Linked DNA regions of Ovis aries: region 1 is linked to region 2. Evidence: chromatin contacts called from public Hi-C data. All regions are on one chromosome and are shown on one strand. Each heading gives the region's core, a stretch centred on a gene start, on an enhancer-like site or on the middle of the called end of the contact. The rest is flanking DNA. Distances are from core to core; before and after follow the strand shown.

Region 1 (2,902 bases), core at 323-2,822, 250 kb before region 2:
TGATACCTCACTCTCACTGCAAATACTGCTGTTAAGGGAGTGTGAACACAGCTGTGTGTAAATTACACACACAGATTTAATCCAAGTATTTACAAGGAATGTGTGTATGTGAGTGTGTGTGTGTGCTTGTGCCCATGTGTGCACTCAGTGTGCACAAAGTGTGCACCTGACACTTTGCAACCCCATGGACTGTAGCCTGCCAGGCTCCTCTGTCCATGGGATTTCCCAAACAAGAATACTGGAGTGGGCAGCCATTTCCTACTCCAGGGGATCTTCCTGACCCAGGAATCAAACCCAGGTCTCCTGTCTCCTGCATTAGCAGGCAGAGTCTTTAACACTGCGCCACCTGAGAAGCCCCATTTACATGGAGCACAAACACACTAATAGTACATTTACATACACGGTTGGGTCCACTGGGCTGTAAACAGAGTAAGGTTTGAGTTCCAAAGTTTCCTTAAAATCTTACACAAAGAAATACTTAGGAAATGCTTAGCCTGCTAAATCAGGCTGAGGCTCTTCTGTCCCCTCCCCCATGCAGTCTGCCCCTCCCCCCCATATTCTTCACTTGCATCGCTGCTGCTGCTAAGTCGCTTCAGTCCTGTCAACTCTGTGCAATCCCACAGACGGCAGCCCACCAGGCTCCTCTGTCCCTGGGATTCTCCAGGCAAGAACACTGGAGTGAGATGCCATTTCCTTCTCCATTCACTTGCAATACTGGAAAGTATTTGAGACTTTATGAAGGAGAACCATCAAAAAGAGCTCTAACACTCACTTCTATAGCAAACATTAATCAACATGAGATAATTTTCTAAGCTGCAAAGTTAGAAATGAGGAGGAAGGGGCAAAGAAGGTGAAAGCAGGAAGCCCCTGAAGTTCAGAACTGACTTGTCCTACACCATCAGCTTTCCCTGGTGTGGATCACTTCCACACTTAGCAAGAGGAGGACGAATCTAAGGACCCACTAACACAGCAGACACTGATGCAGGGTCTTGGGAGTTTTCGGCTAATGTTGAAAAAATAAGCAGCAGAGTGATCCACATTTTATGCTCACTGCATTAAATAAGAAGACAGACAATACAGACACAGGCATCAGGCAAGGTGGGCTCTCGTTCCAAGCCTGATCCTATCAAGGCTTCACAGATGACCCCTGGAAGGCCACGAACATTGCCTGGGCTGGGTTTCTCATGGTAGAATGACATCCCAAGTATCCTAATTTATGCCCCCTGCCCCTCTCCAAAGTGTTAATTGTAAAATGTTCGGTGCTACAGTACAATAAAAGAAAGCAAAGGGTAATAGTGCAACTAAATAAAAATATCATCCTATACACATGCTGACACAGAATGACAAGTTCACTACAGGCCTTAATTTTATGCTTAAAAATTTTTACAACTAAACCTTCCAACTGATATTTTTTTCTTCTATATTTTTTCTTGATGTGGTTTGTATAAACCCCTGGTTTAAAAAAGAAGAAGGAAAAAAAAATAAGATCCATTTCTGAGGCTTGGGTTTACTGTTCTTACTGTTCCACCAATAAATCATCTCCCAGTCTGGGCTTGGAAAAGCACTGGCCACGGTTTGATTGCTCCAGCCCCAGGTTGCCAGGCAACCAACACAAGGGGGAAGTCTGAGAACTGCTGACAGATAGCCAAGTGGCTGAAACAACAGACTTCTCTCTGTCAAAAATGTGTTTCAGAGGGCCACTTCCCCACCTCTGCTCTCTGCTAAACACTACATGATTGTAAAATCAAAATCAAAAGGCCACTGTAATAAAAACACACTTCCTGCTCAATTACTAATTGTTAAAAAGTGGTGGGGAGGTCCAGATCACACAGTGTATGGCAACAGAAATGTGATACTGTAAATGAGATAAAGTCAGCAGCATGCAAGAACCCTGACCTAAATACGGCTCTGCAGCTTCCAGTCAGGGGACCTGGTGGGTGGAGCAAATCAGCTGGTGCAGAAAGCTCCGGGAAGAAAATAATGAATGTTGAGAAATTAAAAGAAACAAACCAAACAATAACTGAGCAGTCACAGGCTCACATTACTTAATAATAAAACCAAGAGCATTTTCAGTTGTTGTGAAACACAGTCCGGAGATGACAAGTTTTCCCTCTCACATGGATTTCTCACTGTGGAATAGGGAGGGCAAGGAAGGCCAGTGACCCTCGAGAACCACGCCCCCTGGTGGCTGGGCTGGGAGGGTTGGTGGTGATTCCCCAATGCTCGACTGTAAGCTGACTTACTGGAGAAGGAAATGGCAACCCACTCCAGTACTCTTGCCTGGAAAATCCCATGGATGGAGGAGCCTGGTAGGCTACAATCCATGGGGTCGCGCAGAGTCAGACATGACTGAACAACTTCACTTTCACTTTTCACTTTCATGCACTGGAGAAGCAAATGGCAACCAACTCCATTGTTCTTGCCTGGAGAATCCCAGGGACCAGGGAGCCTGGTGGGCTGCCATCTATGGGGTCACACAGAGTTGGACACAACTGAAGTGACTTAGCAGCAGCAGCAGCAGCAGCAAGCTGACTTACAGCGCCTGAGGATATAGCTGTCCCTCAGCATCCTAAGAGGACTGGTTCCTAAACCCTCCAGGATATCAAATTCCTCAGATACTCGAGTCTCTTATAGAAAATGGCCTATAACATATGCATGTCCTCCCCTATACTTTAAATCATCTCCAGATTACTTGTAATACAATATAAGTGCTATGTTAACAGTTGCTAGTGTGCAAAAAATTCAAGTTTGCTTTTTGGAAGTTGTTTGGAATTTTTTTCCCCTGAATATTTTTGATCTACAGTTGGCTGAACCCACTGATGCACAACCGGCAGGTGTGGAAGGCTGACTGTACCAGGTCTGAATCTGAAAGTCTAATGCAACATGGTAAACATCTACGGGG
Region 2 (3,082 bases), core at 38-2,537:
GAAAGGTGCCAGCTCTGGAGTCAGATGGCCAACACTGTCCTTGCTCCACAATTCACTCACAGAGTGATCTTGGGCAAGTATACGCTCATGTGTAAAATGTGACTATAACAGTACCTCCTACATACAGTTATCACAACAATGAAATGAAATGATTCAAGCAAAGCCTTGAGCCGAATGCAGGGCCCACAAGAGATGCTCTAATGAACACTGAGTTTGTGAGCCCAAACTCCACCATGGACTCATTGGTAAGAAACTGATGAAAACAATCAGCCTGGGCCCAAATTGCCCCATCAGTGATATTGCAGTTCAGTCACGAAGTGATGTCTGACTCTTTGCGACCCCATGGACTGAGGCCACCAGCCTCCTCTGTCTATGTAATTCCCAGGCAAGAATATTGGAGTGGGTTGCCATTTCCTTCTCCAGGGGATCTTCCCAACCCAAAGACTGAACCAACGTTTCCTGCAGTGGGGGGTTGTTGTTCAGTCACTAAGTCGTGTCCAATTCTTTGCAACTCCATGGACTGCAACAAACCAGGCTTCCCTGTCCTTCACTATCACCCAGAGTCTGCTCAAATTCATGCCCATTGAGTTGGTGATACCATCCAACTATCTCATATCTCATCCTCTGTCATCCCCTTCTCCTCCTGCCCTCAATCTTTCCCAGCATCAGGGTCTTTTCCAATGAGTTAGCTCTTCATATCAGGTTGCCAAAGTACTGGAGCTTCAGCTTCAGCATCAGCCCTTCCAATGAATATTCAGGACTGATTTCCTTTAGGATTGACTTGTTTGATCTCCTTGCTGTCCAAGGGACTCTCAAGAGTCTTCTCCAGCACCACAGTTCAAAAGCATCAATTCTTCGGCACTCAGCCTTCTTCATGGTACAACTCCCGCATCTGTACATGACTACTAGAAAAACCATAGCTCTGACTATATGGAACTTTGTTGGCAAAGTAACATCCCTTTTTAATACACTGTCTAGGTTTGTCATAGCTTTTCTTCCAAGGAGCTCAGTGAGGTTAGCAATTCATTATTTGTTTACAGAGAACATTACTCAGTAAAAGTGGGGAGGGGGAATGCGAGAGAGGGCAGGAAAGACAACATTTTGCTTTTCATTCTGTTACCACTGCTGCTACTTTATCTGAACATAGGAGGAGTGTCTGGACAGGTACTCAGCTGGGTCCTGCAAGCAAAGCAATGATCACAACAGGCAGCCCCTGTCTCAGTAGGAAGCCTGTTCTTTGGCTCCTCCCTCCCAGTCCTCCTCATCCCAATGGAACAAGACTTGCATACAGAGGCAAGCAATCTCAACATGCTATTGTCTAAGCCTTCCAGCCAGCGAACTGGATGAAATTAAGTGATCTGATTCTCTGTGCTCCCAATTTATGTCCTCAAGATATTACTAAATATCCAAAGAAGCCTAAGGGGTATTTAGACACCTTAGGAGGTAGGAGGGGAGGAGCAGATAGATATATTTCCAACAGACAATCCTCTACACATACCTACCAAAGCAGAACATATGAAATTATTAAAATAATACCAGTTTACATAAAACAAACACAGAGGAACAAACAATGGAGATATGCCATCTGCTTCAAGCTAGAGATAAGATGTGTCTACCAAAGAAAGGGCTTCTACAGAGTCACAAGTACTGTATTCAAATAATTTTCCATTTCCTCTGGACTAGTAAAAGCAGGCCTATCTATCATTAATGGATTAAAAGCCCTGATTTTTTTTCTAAAACACTTATTTATTTAAATGTGTACCCTTGGTGGGGGTAAGGCACACAATTAATTGGCCAAGGACTTTGTTGTTGTTTTAATGAGATCAATGTATTTCCAGTAAGCAACAAGATGGTTGGATGGCATCATCAACTCAATGGACACAAGTCTGAGCAAGCTCTGGGAGATGAAGAAGGACAGGGAAACCTGGTGTGCTGCAGTCCAAGGGGCTGCAAAGAGTCGGACCTGACTGAGCGACTGAACAACAACAAAGCAATTTCCACCCATACCTAGGTGAGTTTTTAACAAATAAATACTTATTGACTGATCAATTGCTTGAAATAACTAAGGCTTGGAAAGTACAGAATGAAACGGGGAAAGGAACCAAGAATTGGTGAATGTTGTGTAGAGAAGCACTCTGGTTAATAACTTGCCCAGGAAAAAACTATGCACTTGAAAATTTCTATGAGATCCTTCTCCAAGAGGAGACTATTACTAATCTTACTCTTTAAAAACAAAAAATAAAATAGTAATCTTGATGTTAGGAATCTTCCTCCTCATTTCACATTGGACAAACAAGTTCTGAGTTTATGCAGGTTCCTGCATGGCTAAGGCTTTTAAATTTAGACTCATCCCTTTCAGGGGCACTGATTTTGAAGTATCTCCACCCCCAGCGAGTTAACCACAACTTAATGCCACCTCTTTACCCTCCACATATTCTACTGCTACAATTCTCACAGGTTTAAAGTTATTTTCTTACATATTGGTCTCCACTGCTAACTGGAAATACTTAAGGGCATAAAGCATGTTTTATTCATTTTTTGTATTCCCAAATTTCCTAAATATTTTATTCATGCCATAAAAAAAAAAAACTACTGAGCCTACTATGGGTCAGATGCTCTAATCATTCAACAAAAATGTATCGAACTGACACTGTTCTTAACAAGCATTTGGAACACACCTGTGAACAAAACAAAAAGAGAGTCCTGGCCACATGTTCTGCAGGGGGAAACAAAGGACCCACAGATATACTACAGTGTACCCAATGAGCTAATAAGGAAGAAAAACCTTAGAGCAAGCTAAGGAAGATGAAGAGTGTGCAGGGGGCAGCACGCCAGCTACCACATTAAAAACAGTGCTCAAGCTAGGTGCTCAAGCTAGGACACCTGAGCGAAATGACACCTGAGCAAGCCTTTTAAGGAGGTCAGGCAGTTAGCCTAAAGCTCCAAGGGGATCTCTAGAGAAAGGCATTCCAGACAGCTGGAATCTCCAGGGCCAAGGCTAGTGTGTTCAGCAGTGTCTCAGGAACAGCAAAAGGGCCAGAGGGACAGGACAGGGAGATGACAATGAACTAGTAATAAGGTC

What was found. Hi-C and Micro-C count contacts between places; a contact is called where the count stands out from the background.
Region 1: a contact with region 2 is called in a Hi-C map of hypothalamus, with 3 times the contacts expected there. The contact joins two enhancer-like sites.

What each region holds. Positions count from the first base shown.
Region 1 is chr12:44,330,036-44,332,937 of ARS-UI_Ramb_v3.0, reverse strand. All of the region lies in intron 11 of RERE (arginine-glutamic acid dipeptide repeats), which reads right to left. Among named protein-coding and RNA genes, the nearest start is that of TRNAE-CUC, 67 kb to the right of the region's middle. Within about 2 kb of position 1,572, at least 36 of the 54 cell types and tissues checked have an H3K27ac peak or open chromatin away from gene starts, as enhancers often do. A contact at or near this core is called in hypothalamus, where this site is marked.
Region 2 is chr12:44,077,431-44,080,512 of ARS-UI_Ramb_v3.0, reverse strand. All of the region lies in intron 1 of RERE (arginine-glutamic acid dipeptide repeats), which reads right to left. Among named protein-coding and RNA genes, the nearest start is that of RERE, 95 kb to the right of the region's middle. Within about 2 kb of position 1,287, at least 6 of the 54 cell types and tissues checked have an H3K27ac peak or open chromatin away from gene starts, as enhancers often do. A contact at or near this core is called in hypothalamus, where this site is marked.